2 separate regions of the Mus musculus genome follow, and region 2 is linked to region 1. Evidence: chromatin contacts called from public Hi-C data. All regions are on one chromosome and are shown on one strand. Each heading gives the region's core, a stretch centred on a gene start, on an enhancer-like site or on the middle of the called end of the contact. The rest is flanking DNA. Distances are from core to core; before and after follow the strand shown.

Region 1 (4,777 bases), core at 908-3,407:
CTAACATCTCTGTCTTAGTCAGGGTTTCTATTCCTGCACAAACATCATGACCAAGAAGCAAGTTGGGGAGGAAAGGGTTTATTCAGCTTACATTTCCACATTGCTGTTCATCACCAAAGGAAGTTAGGACTGGAACTCAAGCAGGTCAGGGAGCAGGAGCTGATGCAGAGGCCATGGAGGGATGTTCTTTACTGGCTTGATTTCCCTGGCTTGCTCAGCCTGCTCTCTTATAGAACCCAAGACTATCAGCCCAGAGATGGTCCCACCCACAAGGGGCCTTTCCCCCTTGATCACTAATTGAGAAAATGCCTTACAGTTGGATCTCATGGAGGCATTTCCTCAACTGAAGCTCCTTTCTCTGTGATAACCCCAGCTGTGTCAAGTTGACACAAAACTAGCCAGTACAATCTCAAAACATGTCTTTAACTTATAAAAGATAATTTATGAAAATGACATGAGTGGATTGTTAATAGTATAGATATGCTTTGTGCATGCTTTTTTGTGGGAGATATGGTGTATATGTATGTGTCTTGTTGGCATTCTGAATGCACGTGTTGTGGGTGAGTGTGGATGTGCTATAAGGCATGACGTACATGTATGTTGTGGGGAACTGGTATACATTTGGCAGGTTGTGTACCTCCATATAGGAAAGGGTGGATATGTGGTGGTAGGCAGATCTGTGTGTGATGTATGTTGTGATGTGTGGAATGGCATATGAGCATGTTCTTGAATGAGTGGTGTGTGTATATGTGTGACTTGTTGGTACTATGTGTTAGTGCACCTCTCACTGACAGCTCTGAGGAGTCTTAAGACTTCCTACTCCAGAGAAAGCATACCTTTCTAGAATGATCCTTGTGTGGTTACACACTTCATGAAATTGTGGTTAAAAGACCCTGGCTTTCCTCACCCCACCCCTTTTCCTGGAGATAGACACACCTTTTTCCTACTGACAACCTATAGCAGTTTCAACCTGGCGACAATTTCATTCATTCAATTTTGGGTTTTTTGCTCTAAAAATCAGACATTTCTGCAGTGAACTGTTTCCACCCCAACTCCAGAAAAAGGCTTCGCTTCCTGAGACAGAAGGCTCCGCCCCCTGAGACAGAAGGCTCTGCCCCCTGAGACAGAAGTCTCCACCTCCCGAGGCAGAAGGCTCCGCCCCCTGAGACAGAAGGATGGGCTACAAATCTGTCTTCCAAGCCTTCATCTCCTTTTCTTTTAGAAAGAACACAGCGACAGCCTTGCTCATAATGGCAAAGGACATAGGGATAAGTGTGCACGGCTGAGTAAATTAGGCCTCCTGCTCCCATGCCTGCTTGTTTAGATCCTTCTTTTCCCACACCGGGACAGAAGTCAGGTCTTTGGACATGACAGGCAAGCAAACCCTGTTCTACTTTCACTGCCATTAAAAGAGGAGGGGGAGGGGTGTGAAGGACAGGGTTAGGAGGCCAGCTGTTCCCCACCCCCACCCTTCACCTCAGAGAGTCCCTAGCCCTTCTCATCCCATTTTCTCATGAGCAGATGGCAACAGGGCTAGGAGTCCTCATGGAGGCTTAGGGAAGCCAGGATCCAAACACGGGACAAACAACCAGCAAAGCTCTAGTTGTTTGGTGTCCCACACAACCAAATTACTTGTGATTCTGATTTTAAAGCCACACAAATTAAAAAGGCATATAGATAGAGCCAATTTAGCCATCTGTCCAGTGGCCTCAGATCCCACCCAGAAGATATCCTAAGATAAGCCCAAATTTGCATCTGTTCTTGTGACTTCCAGAGAACAGCTACTAAGTCCAGATGTATGTCCATCTACTATGTAGCTCTCCCGGCCCATCCCCTGCAGACTTGATGCTGCTCACCTAGAGAAACCATCCTGCCTCAGGAAGTGTGGGAATGAGGAGACATGACTCACTGAGCCAATTAAAGTGGGAAATCCCCATTACTGATCAGGATCTGCCTGCTTGTTTCAATTAGGAGCAGCAGTGTCCCCCCTTTCCTTCCTAAGCAGAGGGTCCCGGGGCTGTGAGGAGATGGGTCTGGACTCCTTCGAGGGAAAATGTAAGAGTGCACAACTGGAGTCAGAAGTCTCACACTGGCTGGCCAGAGCTGGTGGAGGTCAGAGCTGCACAGAAATGTTTGAAGAATGCCCGTCAGGAGAAGATAAATGCTTCCTGCTTGCTGGGTGTGCTCTCCCTTTAACTCTTCTCAGTCCCATCTCTGTGAGACCCTGCAGCCCCTTGCAGCTGTGACCTCTCTAAACTGCCAGCCTCAGATGACTGACACTTCATCAATTTTGCCTGAACTGCATTTACAAGCCAGTCTCGGGAGGATTGGCCAAGTGCACCAAGCATGGGGGCATTTCCCTACCGGAGCCAGATTGCTGCAGAATGAGGGGGCTCTTCCCACCTTCTCCCAGTGGCCCGGGCAAACAGCCTAGGGGCCTCCCCGCCAAAGGGAATGAACGGACCTCTGATTATTCCTTGTAAATTTTTCATGAGGACATCTGCCCATGCTCCTCTCCCTCTGAGTACCTCTCTCTCTCAGTCTCTCTCTCCTCACCACCTCCCTCTCTGTGTTCTCTCTTCTCTCCTTCTCACTCTCTCCTCCCCCTCCTCTCTCTCCTCTATCACTCTCCCCACCCCCACTCAGGTTTCATCTCACCTCTAACCCTTTCTCCTCTCCTTCCTTCCTCTCCCTCCTGTTTTTCTCTCTCTCTCCTCCCCTCCTCCCTCCCCTCCCCTCCTCTCCTCCCTCCTCTCTTTTTTATGTCTCCCCGTTCCTACCTCCCCTTCCTTTTCTCTCGCCTCCCCCTTCTCCTCCCTCTTTTCCCTCCCTCCCTCCCCCTCTCCCTGTGTTCAGACTCCTGACAACTCATGAAAAACGAGAGTCATTGGGCCTCAGCCGCCATTAGTCAAGACATGCCTGATGTGTGAACGTGGACCTCAGGCTGAGAGGGGCCAGGCTGCAGGGACTGGTCCTAGAGACAAAAGACCAAGCCGGATGGATATTATAGATAGGTAGGCAACAAAGCCTTCTGGACCGGTAGGGTTGGTTCTGCAGACAAGGGGCTCTGTGCTTGTACATCAGTGTGGCCCAGGCTTTCCCCGATGAACACTCTTGTCTCCCTGGCTCCTTGATGTGGCTCCCTGATCGAGGGCAGAGTCCAAATCCAAACAGAGAGATTGGAGATACACACACACACACACACACACACACACACACACATATGGTGTCGAATGCGCCTTAAATATCAAAATATATTAACTCTCATGTAAGGAGTACAGGGGTGGGGAATAAGCCTCAAAATCCTTTTTTCTGTACAGTTCAAACTAAGGACCTACAGCTCTTTCTCATTACTGCGCCCAATCATGCCGATGTCCTTTTTGTGCCCCCTTTGAAGTGACATGTGCTTCAATTTATTTTTAATCTTCTAAGTGACGTCGGGACTGCAGCCTGTGCACACGTGAAGTCTCTGCCCTTCTTGGCTGTTGTCTAAAGCAGTTTGGGCCACAACAAATCAGGCACTCAGTCCAGAGAGAGCCCAGGAACGATCTGAGGCCGGGGAGATGCGCAAAAGTGCTGCGCAGAGGAGGCAAAGTCATTAATAAACCCTTCACCATACACACCTTCCCTACCTTTGTGTAGGTCCTGGCCCTGGTCCTTGGGGACCCGCCATGGAGACACTCTGTGGAGCAACAGTGCCACCCAGTGGACAGTACTGGCAAATGACTGTCCCTTCTCTCTGCAGTCTCCCTGGGCCCTAATATCACATCTTTAAGCAGTTTTCTACATGAAAGGAGGCCTGCAACTGATTCAAAGCCACCTTGCCTTGGAAACCTGAGCATGCCCATAAAAGGCAGTGTGCACAGAACATTGAGGAATGTTTTTCGTTATGTTGGGGGTCTACCCCCAGCAGCTACTCTGGGGGGGGGGAGGGTAAGGGGGGATGTCAAAGGAAAATAAAATTAAATATACTTTTAAATCATACTTAATTTACTAATCAGTTCAAATAAATATGTGTATATACAAATGTGTGTGTGCGTGTGTGTGTGTGTGTGTGTGTGTGTGTGTGTGTGTGATGTTTGTCCAGTTACAGTCTCAGTGTTTAGTTGAAACATAAATTACATTAGCCCAAGCTCTTGTAACCCTCAGTATTGAGGGAAAATGGCTGAAATATCATCATATTTGGAGTTAGGCAGTGAGGTCAAAGTCTTGCCTGTACATAGATCTCACTCACCTGATAACCTGGACGGTTTCCATTTCCCATCTGCAGTCTTCAGTCACCCAGAAGGAGGCTGACGTGACAGCCAACGGTGACTTGCCCTATGCCTGGCTAGGTTCTGACTCTGCCTATGATCTTGAAACCTTCCCTCCCCTCTCTCCTTGGGTATTCCCTTTTGTCTTCAAGCAGAATCCAGCCCTTCACCCCCTCCTGGAGCCTTTTCTCCTCACGCCTCATGAATGTTGGTGAGGTGAGCACATTACATGGGCTTAAAAACTCCTAGTGAATCCACTGGTTTCCAAACTCACATGCATCCCGGATTGGGAGGCAGAAAGCGTCCTACAGATAGGGAATCCAGCCAAGGCCTGCCTCTTTCTGAGTCATCTGCAGTACAGAGTGGACTTCTCATACATAAACAAAAAGGATGGTTAATGCTTATTTTAACCAGTCTGTTACTTGAAGCCTTTAAATACTGCCCTACGGCATCTTGTAGAAAACATCGTTTGGTGCAGACTTTAAATAACTTAATATAAAATCATCGTGAGGGGAGGAGCTGAA
Region 2 (5,200 bases), core at 1,195-3,694, 200 kb before region 1:
TTGTTCATCTTTGTTTTGTCTGAAAAGGCATCTGGGACCAGCAGTTTGGACTTGATGACAGATTGATAATTGAAACAAGTTTTTAAGAGTGACATTTTAGTTTAAAGTAACTACAGCAAAAGAGGGGAGAGCTTTTAAATAGTGTGTATTCTTCAAACTCCCAGAAATGCCCTGTTCCATCTAGTGCCTTGCCTTTGCCTCTCTCCACCAGCTTGAACTCCTCTGGCCTGGGTTGGGTTGGGAGTGTTGTCTTGGAGTCAGAGGAGAGTAAGGTGAGGAGAATAAGTCACATGACTAGATTCAGGCTTCCCATTTGAGGTGAAACCGATGGAGAAGCTGTCCTTGGCTGTGCCTGTGAGTGTCTTGCTGTGTGAGGTTATAAGGGTAAGCGCACCAAAAACAGGACCCAGTGGTGACTCCCCGCTTGTTTAAGCCCCCAGAGCTGCCTTCTTCACATGTGAAAGTCAACTGTCAGAGCAAACAGCCTTCAGGTCTAGGGAACTGAAATATTCTCGAAAACCTTAAAAAAACAAAACAAAAAAACCAAAAAACAAAAAAAAACAACCCCCCCCCATCTTACTTCCGGTCACTCTGAGGATAACATAAAATGTAAAGGAGGTTCTTTCTGAATTAAAATGAGCAAGGAATTTCCTTAAAGAACTTTTCTTCTAGTCTCCCAGAAGTGTCAAAAAAAGAAACCAGGCCTCCAGACCCACTGTGACCAGAAAACATATAGAACAACCTATAGCTACAAAGAGTACAAAGAGACTTGAACTTGGGAAGGAAAGATGAAAAGAACGAATATGTGATAAAAGAAAAATTTGCAAGGCAGTGAAACAAGCAAAATGAAGAAAGGAAACAAAAAACTCGAAGAGAACGCAAAGACAATTGCAAAGACAAGTTTCAGTTAGGCTGTGAGGTCCCAAAATGTGCCAGCGAGCTCCCTGAGTTCTGAGAAGTTCATTATCTGACCAAGCCTTGCTCCCAGCTCCTCAGCAGTTTCCCATACCTCCAACCTTTGGAGACTTTTATGGCTCAAAGGACTGCACTAGTCACATGGGGAAGAAATTGTTTTGTGGGGGTAGAAACATGGGTGGACAGAAATATGAGTACTTGGAGACTAAAGCAAGGCTTGTACTAGGCTCTTGGGTCATTAGTTCAATCCCTCTATCCCTGTTCTGCCTAAGAAAGGGTTTCTCATGCCCCAGGTGAGGGCAATCCTTATCACCTCTTTACCCCAAGGCCACCAGGGGAATGTGGCCCCCATAGAGGCCTTACCTGAAAGGGTCATGGTTCTTCTCTAGTGCATTTGTTTTTTCCTGTTTAACAAGTTGACAGGAGCGATTACTCAAAGACCAGCAGCCAGCTCTCCAGGTCATCCAACACAAACAAAGCATCAGCACCCTGTCAGGGCCTCCACAGTGTCTGTACCACTTAAACACTTCCCTGCATCTATAGGAACCCATGGGATTCAGGGCTCTCCAACCCCACACTTACCAGCACACAGTTACTTGCTGTGGTTTTATCTTAAAAGGTAGCATGAAGCAGGTCTTTGCTTCAGAAGTGGGGTGTCAAAAATATCGAGGGAAGCATGGAATACCAAAAGGCCTATGCCCTGTCCTCTATTTGCTTTCTGCCTTAGTATAATAAATGATCCTCCCCAAACCATGGAGTCTCCCAGAGAGACTTATCCACAGTGACGATACCCAAGCTCCAAAGCTTTAGGTAGTTAGGAAAAGGAAGTTATATTGCAGTCCCAGCCAAGAACATTCTGGAACTGATCATTGGCTTACATCACAGCCCCCCTTCACCCCCCCAGGAGAGCATTGGCCGAATCAGAAAGCCATTTTAACCTTTAATTATTTATTATACACCTTTCTTCAAAACCTGGTGTGGGACTCTTAACAGTATGTAACATGAGACAAAAAGGACACAGGGCTTGTGTGGCCACTTGATTCAAGAGCGTCTCTGAAGGGACATGTGTACCTTGTTATTTGTGACCAGAATGTGAGAGCCTGCCTTGATCAGCTCTCTCAGGCTCCTACCCTCCTGTGTTCTTGCCCTCTGTTCCTGTGAAACTCCAGCCCAAGTCCCTAGCCCCTGTCCGTGGGACACAGCATTCTGTCTTCTCAGCTGCCACCATATGCTCAGGTTGTCACATGGTTTACAGATTAGGGGGAGTCACTCTTGACTAACATATGACAAGAGGCAGTTGTCATTAGCACACTAAACTCTGTGGACCCAAACCTGCTCTATCCCCAGTGAGCACGTAGCCAAGCCTGATCCCCGATTCTGATTAATGGGATTGGCAATTAAGAGAACAGCGGACGATGGAACAACTGCCTCACCCTTCAAAGCAATTTTGCCTTTGCTCTGAGGTAATGAAGAGTAAACAGAAGGCTGTGATAAACTCAAACAGACAAGAGTCACATGCCCTCCCCCATCAGCACCATTTTTCATTGCTGCAATTCTGAGACCTCGAACCACCAGAGGAGCCCAGTGTCTGCTGGGTGCAAGCACTGATTAATAATTCTGCACTTTAGACTCCATAAGACATGTTCTTTGCATTTCTCCAGGTGTCAGGAGAAAAATTAAACAACAGTTTAAAAGGCATTAAGTGGATATTTCCACTAGCATGCTCTGTCCTGTCCACCTTGGGTGTCCTTTGGATTGGCAGGTGTCAAGATAAAGGCAGCAGATGACATGGCTTACATTTCAAAACCTGTCTTTCAATCATCTTGGTATGTTAAATTATTTCATTGAATTAGTGCCTCAGACTCTGGTGAAGGAAAAAAAATTAAATGTTCACCAGGACCAGTAGTCAGGTGGGTGTGCTGTGCCTTTAATTTCTCATTCACTCGGGGGTCAGCAGAGTAAATTTCATCTGTCTCAGTTAAAGTCAGACACCTCCCCCTTGTGGTTCAGTGCAACCCATTCAATCCTCTTATAACCTTTGTTCAGGTGTTCTGACTGCTGCTACAGGCAGGATGCTTGCCAGAGCACTCAATGATTCTGGTCTGATTATCTAAATAGTGATCTGGTCCTCCACTAACAGATGGCCTTGAGCCTGATTAAAAAAAAAGTAGCTAAGAATATAAAGAGACCTATACTTTAGGCATATAGTTAATTTGTCCCAGAAATGTTAGTTTCCTAAATGAAGTATTTTATATGCTTAGCTACATGCTATGAGTTGTTTTGTCAACAACATGCTATTTGAATGACTGAAAACTATGTATCTGTTCTACACATTAAAAACTTGTATCAAGAATATATAAAGAGTATCTACAAACAAACATTTACAGAGCTCTGCCCTGACCCTTCTGCAACTCATTCCCTAGGCCACAGCTTGTCTGGTAGCCCTGAAGGCCTGCTGCCACCTGGGACAACAAGAAGCCTGAGGCCATTAGGGACTACTAGTTCTGCCTGCAGCCCTGGAAGCCTGCTGCCAGCCAAGACAGTCAGTTCTACATGCAATCCTGCCATCAGGGACTATAAGGTCTGCCTGCATCCCCAGATACCTCTTGCAGCCAGGGACCACCAGGCCTGCCAACACCAAGGACAGCCACAGAGCTAAAGGCCAGTATAAGGACACAATCAATAAAAGCCACGGCAATATTGGAGCACTAGAACCCATTCTAATACAGCAAGCCCTGGATATCCTAACACACCTGAAGCAAAAGAAAATGACCTAAAATTTAATCTTCTGAAGATGACAGAAGCTTTTAAAGAGACACTAGTAAATCCTTTAAAGAAATATAGAAAAATACAATCAAGCAGCTAGTGGTCTTCAAAGAGGAAAGAAAGAAATGTAAGGAAATATAGGAAAGTACAACCAAATAGGTGAAGGATATGAATAAAAATGTTCAAGACCTGAAAATGGAAATAGAAACAATAAAGAAAAGACAATCTAAGGAAATCCTGGAGATGAAAAACCTATGACAGAGAACAGGAACAACAGATGCAAGCATCACCAACAGAATACAGGGTAGGAAGGGAGAATATCAGTCATAGAAGATATGATAGAAGAAATTGATACATCAGGCAAAGAAAATGTTAAATCTAAAAAATGCCTGACACAAAACATCCAGGAAATCTGGGATACTATGAAAATACCTAACCTAAGAATAATAAGAATAGAAGAAGATGAGTCTCAGATCCAAGGACCAGAAAACATTTTCAACAAAATCATAGAAGAAAATTTTCCAAACCTAAAGAAAGAGATGCCTATAAATGTACATGAAACTTCCAGAATACCAAATAGATTGGACCAAAAAAGAAAATCCTCCTGCCACATAATAAAGTGCTAAATGTACAGAACAAAGAAAGACTATTAAAAGCTGCAGGGATAGAGGGCAAGCACCATATAAAGGCAGAACTATCATAATTATATTTGATTTCTCAACAGAGATTCTAAAAGCCAGAAGGGCCTGGGCAGGTGTCTGGCAGACCCTAAGAAATCATAGATGTCAGCCCAGACTACTATACCCAGCAAAATCTTAATTCACTATTAGATGGAGAAAACAATATTATTTTATGTCAAAACCAAATGTAAATAATAACTTTCCCTCTCCAGCCCTACAAAGAATACTAGAAGGAAAACTTCAACAAAAGGATGGTAACTACATCCAAGTAACCACAAGAAATAAATAATCACACTAACAAAACCAAAAGAAGACACACACACACACACACCACTACCATCACCACCAAACTATAAGAAATTAACAATCATTGTTCATTAATATCTCTCAATATAAATTGACTAATTCCCCAATAAAAAGACACAGGCTAACAGAATGGATGTTTGAACTGGATCTATTGTTCATCCACAAACAAGTAACACACTTCAGCAACAAAGATAGGCATTACCTCAGGGTAGAAGACAGGAAAAAAGGCTTTCCAAGCAAATGGGCTGAAGAAACAAGCTGGTAGAGCCTTTCTACCAACTGATAAAATAGACTTTCAATCAAAAGTAATAAAAATAAATGGAAACGGACGCTTCATCAAGAGAAGAATTCATGAAGATGACATCTCAACCCTGAACATCTATGCCCCAAATGAAAGGACACCCACATTCATAAAAGAAACATTACTCAAGCTTAAATCACATAATGAACACCACAAACACCACACATTAATAGTGGGACACTTCAACACCACACTCTCATCAATTGACAGGTCATTGAAATAGAAACCTAAC

The links. A called contact is a pair of places that touch in the nucleus more often than the background predicts.
Region 2: a Hi-C map of cerebellum shows a contact between it and region 1, with 4 times the contacts expected there. The contact joins two enhancer-like sites. A contact is called at or near these places in 10 of 484 Hi-C or Micro-C datasets (the N1E-115 cell line, cerebellar granule neurons, cerebellum and 6 more) and 5 of 115 datasets of contacts at active chromatin or transcription factors (differentiating embryonic stem cells, embryonic basal ganglia, embryonic forebrain and 2 more).

Annotation. Positions count from the first base shown.
Region 1 is chr12:26,532,066-26,536,842 of GRCm38.p6, reverse strand. No RefSeq gene overlaps it. Among named protein-coding and RNA genes, the nearest start is that of Cmpk2, 65 kb to the right of the region's middle. Within about 2 kb of position 2,157, at least 44 of the 459 cell types and tissues checked have an H3K27ac peak or open chromatin away from gene starts, as enhancers often do. A contact at or near this core is called in cerebellum and stem cell-derived motor neurons, where this site is marked.
Region 2 is chr12:26,731,680-26,736,879 of GRCm38.p6, reverse strand. No RefSeq gene overlaps it. Among named protein-coding and RNA genes, the nearest start is that of 4933409F18Rik, 100 kb to the left of the region's middle. Within about 2 kb of position 2,444, at least 8 of the 459 cell types and tissues checked have an H3K27ac peak or open chromatin away from gene starts, as enhancers often do. A contact at or near this core is called in cerebellum and stem cell-derived motor neurons, where this site is marked.